Linked DNA regions of Mus musculus: region 1 is linked to region 2. The links are chromatin contacts, called in public HiChIP or PLAC-seq maps. All regions are on one chromosome and are shown on one strand. The core of a region is the stretch at or near the end of the contact, and the rest is flanking DNA. Distances in the headings are between cores, read along the strand shown. Region 1 has its middle 44 kb from the start of Ripk2. Region 2 overlaps Osgin2 (oxidative stress induced growth inhibitor family member 2).

Region 1 (3,184 bases), core at 604-3,103, 120 kb after region 2:
TAAAGAGTTCAAATTGTAACTGGGCAGATTTATTAGGTTTTATTGGTACTAGGAAGTCAGTAACTTAATACGTAACTTGTCTCCTTTTGAAGGTAGACAGTGCCACATTCATTTCTCTGGGCTAATTAATGTTAAGTGCTTGCCTCACTGGCTCCTTTTCCCACATTTGAAGGGAAATCAATTTCTCCCTTTCAACCTCTAGAGCTGCATTCCTTGATTCTTGGCTCCTTCTTGCATCTTACATGTTAGCAATATAACATCTCCAAGTGTCTCTGATACATGTTCCTCTCCTCTGTAATACAATCTCCCTCTCCCTCCTGCTATAGCCGTTTGTGATTCCATTTACCGTCTACCCCTGAGGTCCAGAATCAACTCTGTCTCAAGATTCTTCACTTGAATCAGGTTTATAAAACATGGCGGCCTTTACAGGGCCCCAGGTTAGGCTGAGATGCTTTCATTACTGAGTAAAGTAAACTCTATCCATAGAGACTGACAGGTCAGCATGGCTGGCTCAATGGTAGACTTAGAAGGTGAGATCTTTCAGATTCAACTTGAAAGAGAAAGAGAACATTAAGGTAGTAGAACTCCCAGAAATCTGAGGTCCAGAGGACAGCAGATAACCTGAGTGAAGCAGATACAATAGAAGCATTTGAAGAAGTGAGAAGAAGACCAGGAAAGCAGAAGCCAGAATTTGGAGGTCTTTGGTCTTTGTGTTCTGGGGGAAAGACCATGACAGAGTGGTAATAAAGGGAGAGATAGACATCAATGTTGTCCCTGGATCTACTGTCTAAGTTGTATTAGGGAAACATGCCTATTTTTTTTGAACTACCGGGAAATATTACATTATAAAAATACATAGACTAAGATAGATATGGTTCACATCTGCCTTTATGGAATGTATTTAATGAGAATAAGGCTAATAGACAATAAATAATAAAACTAAATATTTATACTTGGACGTATAGTACTGAAGGAACACATAGAGTGATGTGAACGAGTAACTAGAAACTACTCAGCTGTTGCCCAGGGACCTCCTTTCAGAGGACACAGGATTGAGTTGAGAACCAAAGAGCAAGAAGCCAGGAAAAGATGACCATAAGGATCCATTTGTGAAAGGAGGAGAGATGCTGTCAGCAAGCCTCAGAGGAACAAGGGAGGAAGTGATATGGCCTGAGCTTGAAGGGATCAGCACACTCAGATTTCACAGAAAATGAGAAGCCACTAAACTGTATTACTCCAGCAGATAGATTCCTTGGATGGATTTACTTTTGAAATGCCAGGTAGTTGGCAAAGAGATGCTGTCTATCAGTGATGGGGAAGTGCAGTGGGGATGAAAAGGTTGCAGAATGAAGATGAGCTTTGGAGATTGAAGGGACAGCACTGGGAATGGATATGAATGGTGGGGGTTTTAAAGTAGTTTAAAGCAAAAGCAGAGGGTCAGAAGAGTCAAACTTGTCTGTAAGTGATGATACTGTTAACTGGGAAAATAAACAGAAGAAGCAGGTTGCTTTGGATGTATGTGATAGTGAGGGATGTCAAGGTCAGCTTTGGAATGTGGAGTTTCTTGTGGGGTAGTCACATGGGCATGTCTAGAGGGAAGTGAATCTGGAGTTCAAGATAAAAGGCTGACTTTGGGAGCCATGGGTGTCTGGGTAGTTAGTTATTAGGACCTTTAAGGGGGATGAGGTTGGTCAGGGAAATGATGTAGAACACCCAAAACAGGAAGTTCCATACTGAACTTGAACTAGGAAGAATACCCAAAGCCCTTGACCAGGGAGGAAGGACTACGCTGTAGGAGGAAAGTGCAGAGGGTGGTGGCGCCCTCCATCCCTGTGAAACCACTAGCTAAAGAGGGAGTGTACAGCCACATCACATGAGAGCTGGTTTGGAAAGCTTCCTAGCTTTAGGAACAAAGAAGATGTGTTAGTCATTGAGGGCAAGAACAGTTTCAGGGGAGTGGCTCAGACAGATGGCAGATTAAATGGTTGAGGACTGAATGATGGAGGGACTAACTAGGGTGATGCAAAATATCAGACCTTTCACAGACAGCATCCCCACAAGGTCTGGGCACAGTTCATAGATGTACTGGTAAGACAAGTAAATAAGTTGATATGGACCCATGCACGAGAATTTGCTCAAATTCACTGACATTTAAAAATGTTCTTAGTCTTGGACTCAAGACGTTCGATTCCTAGATATGTTTCCTAATATTTTAAGCTTTCTAAAGAATATTCATATGCTTATTAGTATGAGCTTATAAAGATAACTTTTATTTCTAACAATTTCATATATGCACACTGACCTTCCTTGCATACTGACCTTTTCACCTTTCTACTACGTCTATTCACCTTCCCTCATCTTCATAGAACTCTTTCTCATGTTTATGTCTATTTATTTTATTTAATATCTCACCAATATTAACCAGAGCCATTTGTGTGACTGTGGGTTTGGAGCTGTCCATCACAGCCAAGTATGCTCAACTGGGGGAAAACAGCCACTTCCTAGAATTTATTGATGGCCAGTAGTGGAGAGGGAAAGGCAGGACCCATGAGCACTCTGTACTCCTTGACTCATTGTTGATAGAGCTACTTGTATAGCTCAGGGACCTACAGTTGATGTGTTACTAATTAAAATGGATATACCCAGTTTAGGGAATGAAGCTCTGTATCCCTTTTCCTATAGTCTAGCTCCTACATATTTCTTTAGTCCCTGTTTTAAAATGTTTCCAAAGCCTTAGAGAGCATGGTAAAAGTGACTTGTTTAAGGCTGGGCTTGTCTTGGGTTGTATTGTTTAGTTTAGTTTACTTAATTCAGATAGCTGTCTCATTACATGTAATTTAAGAACATTCAAGTAAGAACCCAAATAAAACCAGATGTTAATTTGTCTTTAAACATTATAGCCAGTGATACTACATTTGTCTATAATCTCTCCAATATAAAACCACATCCACACCTTGGTGGCCACCAACTGTGAGGGTTTGAAGTTCCCTGTTTTAGCACTTTGGACTTCCTTTTTTTACTCTCTGACTATCTGGAGGGAGCTCAATAGGGATTACAAGGGAACCAAGCTCAACCTTGGCATAGTGTGGCCAATAGAGGCTTCCAGTAAGTGTTCAAAATTAAGAAGGCATGCAATTTGCACAAAATTAAGCCTTTCTCCTTTCCTTAATGAGAAGGTTCAAAA
Region 2 (3,112 bases), core at 36-2,535:
CCATTAAAATAATGTTGAGGACTCAGAGCAGGGCGGTGCTGACTGCATTCCCTCTTATGTTCTGTATGAGGTTTGTTAAGTCTTCAGAAATTCCACTACCATAAGCGTCACTTAAAGGTCAGTATGAACTGTTGTGTCTAAAATAACTTGAGTCACAGCTGGACAGTGATTCCAGCCCCTTCATATGAGCTCATTGTGGGTTTTGTGGTTTAGCCTTTATAGGCTAGCCCTGAGAAATGTTCAGGGTTCTACCTTCAATTCTCAAAGTCTGAGCTATGTCCCTAATCAATCAGCCTTGGGGGTGTGCATTCAATACACTATCCCTGTCTAAGACAGGTGTTTGAGTGGTTTGTGGGGCAACTCCTGAACCCAAACATGTTATGTTTGAACATGGCTATTCAGACTTTTCATTTCTTGTAGCAGCTTTGTTAGTTTGTCTCTTTCAAGGATTTTATCCATCTCTTGTGCTTTCATATTAAGTTCTGCATTTCTGTTATACTGCTATCTCCTTTTCCATTCTCATTATTAGAGCTTTGTTCTTGTCTGGCTGGCTAGGAACATGTCAAGCCTTAAGATTTTGAAGGCCACTTCATTTTCTATTAATTAAGTGATTTTCACTATTTGCTTTTTTATACTCAGGGACAAATTTGCTCTAGCCACTATAGATCATTTAAGACCAATATTAGTACCTGAAACTCTCAGTCTGTATTGCTGTTGACAGCTGTGTGCTATTCAGTTTTTCCTCACCTTTTCAGCCTTTTCTTATTCATTTTAGCTCCTGAATTGGTTTTGTAGCTTTATCAGTTTTTAGCTAATGTTAAAATATGTAACAACCCACTTTAATAACAACACTTAATGTATACTGTTTTTAATGCCTTATAAAAGTATACCAACTATCTTATTATTTGAGCTTTAATTCATATTTTGATTTTAAGTGTTTTCTTCTTAACAGTCAGATTTTAAATACTTTTTGTAAAACTTCCTTCGTTTTCATGTAAACACATCTCATTAGGTTTACGCCCCTTCAATGTAAAGGCTAAGTGCAGTCTCATGTTTTCAATCTGAGTCTAGTTCACAATAAGGAGTTAAAAGAACTTCCTTTTTGAAAATAAATTTAGAAGATTACATCATTTCCTATTAACTGCTCCATCATGGTGGTTTGAATGAGATTCTTCCCCACCTGACCCAAGTCTTAGATATTTGAATATTTGGTTCCCCAATTGGAGGCTGTTTGGGAGAATTAGGTGTGGTTTTACCATATGACTGATGTTTTAAGAGTATGCATCACTTTCGAGTTCTCTCTGCTTCCTGTTTGTGGATCAAGATGTGCACCCCCAGCTGCTGCGTCAGTGCCACGCCTGCTTGCCTGCCTGCTGTCATGTTCCCCACCATGATAGTGATGGGCTCATTGCTCTGGAATACCCAAATGCATCCTTGCTTCTGTAAATTCCCTTGGTCACAATGTTTCCTTATAGCAATAGTAATATAACTAAGACATTCATACCTTAAATCTTTTTCACAATACTAATATTCCCATGTTCATTCATACTAAAGTACTACCTGTGTACATATTAGGGGTTACAAGGCATTTCTCCTGGCTGTGGTGACCTTGTGTATTTATTCTATTGTTTGTTTTTAATCCCCATCAGAAATTTTGAGGATTCTTTCAACAATTTTAAGTATGGTCTTTCCTCACCATAAGGAGGAGGTGCTCACATGCTAGAGGATGTACTTAGTTCATGAAAAAGAAGTCTAATACTAAAAAGTAAATGGACTTTTGGCCCAGAATTAATTGGCAAGAGGATAGTGCATGAGAGCTAATGCTTGAATGTGGTACCCTACTGGACAACCAGTACTGAAGGAGCTGGGAGAAGCTAGAGTTTGAGAGTGGTTCGTGTACCAGGTTTATTTAAGGACTATGGCATCTTATTCTTAAAATGTATTAAGTTCATCCCCTTCCCAACAACTGCAATGAAATATAAAACAATCTCCTTAAATATAAAGGAATGCCAGCCAGCATTATTTTACCCCAGAAATTACATTAATGATACTGCTATTTTCAATTTATAAGAGACATTAAAGAAAAGCATCAGTCCAACCCAGAGCTCAAGCCCGGGCAAGGAGGAGACTGCTCAAGTATGGTCAGACACGTGTCATTTTAAAAGGGTGTGTAGTCACTCAGAGAGTAGTTACATTTTTATAAAGGGCTAGAAGTAGATGTGACAGGTATAGAACGGTTAATGGTTGTCAGGAGTAACCAGGAGGTGTGCTAGCTATCAGCAGACTAAACAGCACTGGCGGTGAGCCATGACCACTCAGCATCTAAGCTAACACAACACTCAACAGCAGGTTGTCCATTTAAGGTACTGCAAACAGAAGTTCAGTGAGCGCATTCCAGATAAAATTATACACCCCACCCCACCCCACCCGCACCACCAAGGGAAAAAAACTTTGAAAAATTTAATTTCCCAAGAACCCTGGAAGACTTTGTTTAGCAGTAACACATTTCACAGTTTCTATGGAAATGCAATTGAGACTATTAGAGGAGATAAATCTAATAACCACTGTGGGCTATGGTATCATTTCCTATGAATGAACACTGTTACAGATCTCAAAATAATCACTTTGAGAATGGGAAAGGGCACAATCTGATTTTCCACATTAACCTTTAATAATTCTGCCAATACCCAAACAGTAACCGTGCCCCAAATCATGTTTCATTAATAGAAATTAACTCAGTGTTCACACAAGGGTAAGTAGTTCCATCCACAATTTATTGAATTACAAATCAGATTCATTAGCTGTTATGATGGCTAAACAGAATAAATCTCTAAAAAGTATCTTAGTGGGTTCTTGGATGTCAGCATTATTGAAATATTAAATTATGAGAAGTTAAAGATATCAAGTACCTATCTGTCAAAATCTCAACTTGTAAAAATATTTTTAATGACCATCATATTTGATAATAAATTAGGTTTATATAACTGATAGTTTCAAAATAAATAAAACCTGAGTTGCAAATGCTTCCTCCTATCCTACTCAAACATATTTATAGCCCATTTTCATTTAGAGAGTGTACTTCAAACGTCAGGGACTACACGCATAACCCTTG

What was found. HiChIP or PLAC-seq counts read pairs in DNA pulled down with a chosen protein or histone mark.
Region 1: an H3K4me3 HiChIP or PLAC-seq map of bone marrow-derived macrophages shows a contact between it and region 2, with 2.3 times the contacts expected there. The contact joins two enhancer-like sites. A contact is called at or near these places in 5 of 39 promoter capture datasets (the C10 cell line, the HPC-7 cell line, hippocampal neurons and 1 more), 2 of 484 Hi-C or Micro-C datasets (bone marrow-derived macrophages and liver), 1 of 115 datasets of contacts at active chromatin or transcription factors (bone marrow-derived macrophages) and 3 of 9 other capture datasets (adipose tissue, liver and pancreatic islet).

What each region holds. Positions count from the first base shown.
Region 1 is chr4:16,117,863-16,121,046 of GRCm38.p6, forward strand. No RefSeq gene overlaps it. Among named protein-coding and RNA genes, the nearest start is that of Ripk2, 44 kb to the right of the region's middle. Within about 2 kb of position 1,854, at least 11 of the 459 cell types and tissues checked have an H3K27ac peak or open chromatin away from gene starts, as enhancers often do. A contact at or near this core is called in bone marrow-derived macrophages, where this site is marked.
Region 2 is chr4:15,994,471-15,997,582 of GRCm38.p6, forward strand. It overlaps Osgin2 (oxidative stress induced growth inhibitor family member 2), which reads right to left. Exons shown (of 6, transcript NM_145950.5): 6 at 1,884-3,112. Among named protein-coding and RNA genes, the nearest start is that of Osgin2, 18 kb to the right of the region's middle. Within about 2 kb of position 1,286, at least 47 of the 459 cell types and tissues checked have an H3K27ac peak or open chromatin away from gene starts, as enhancers often do. A contact at or near this core is called in bone marrow-derived macrophages, where this site is marked.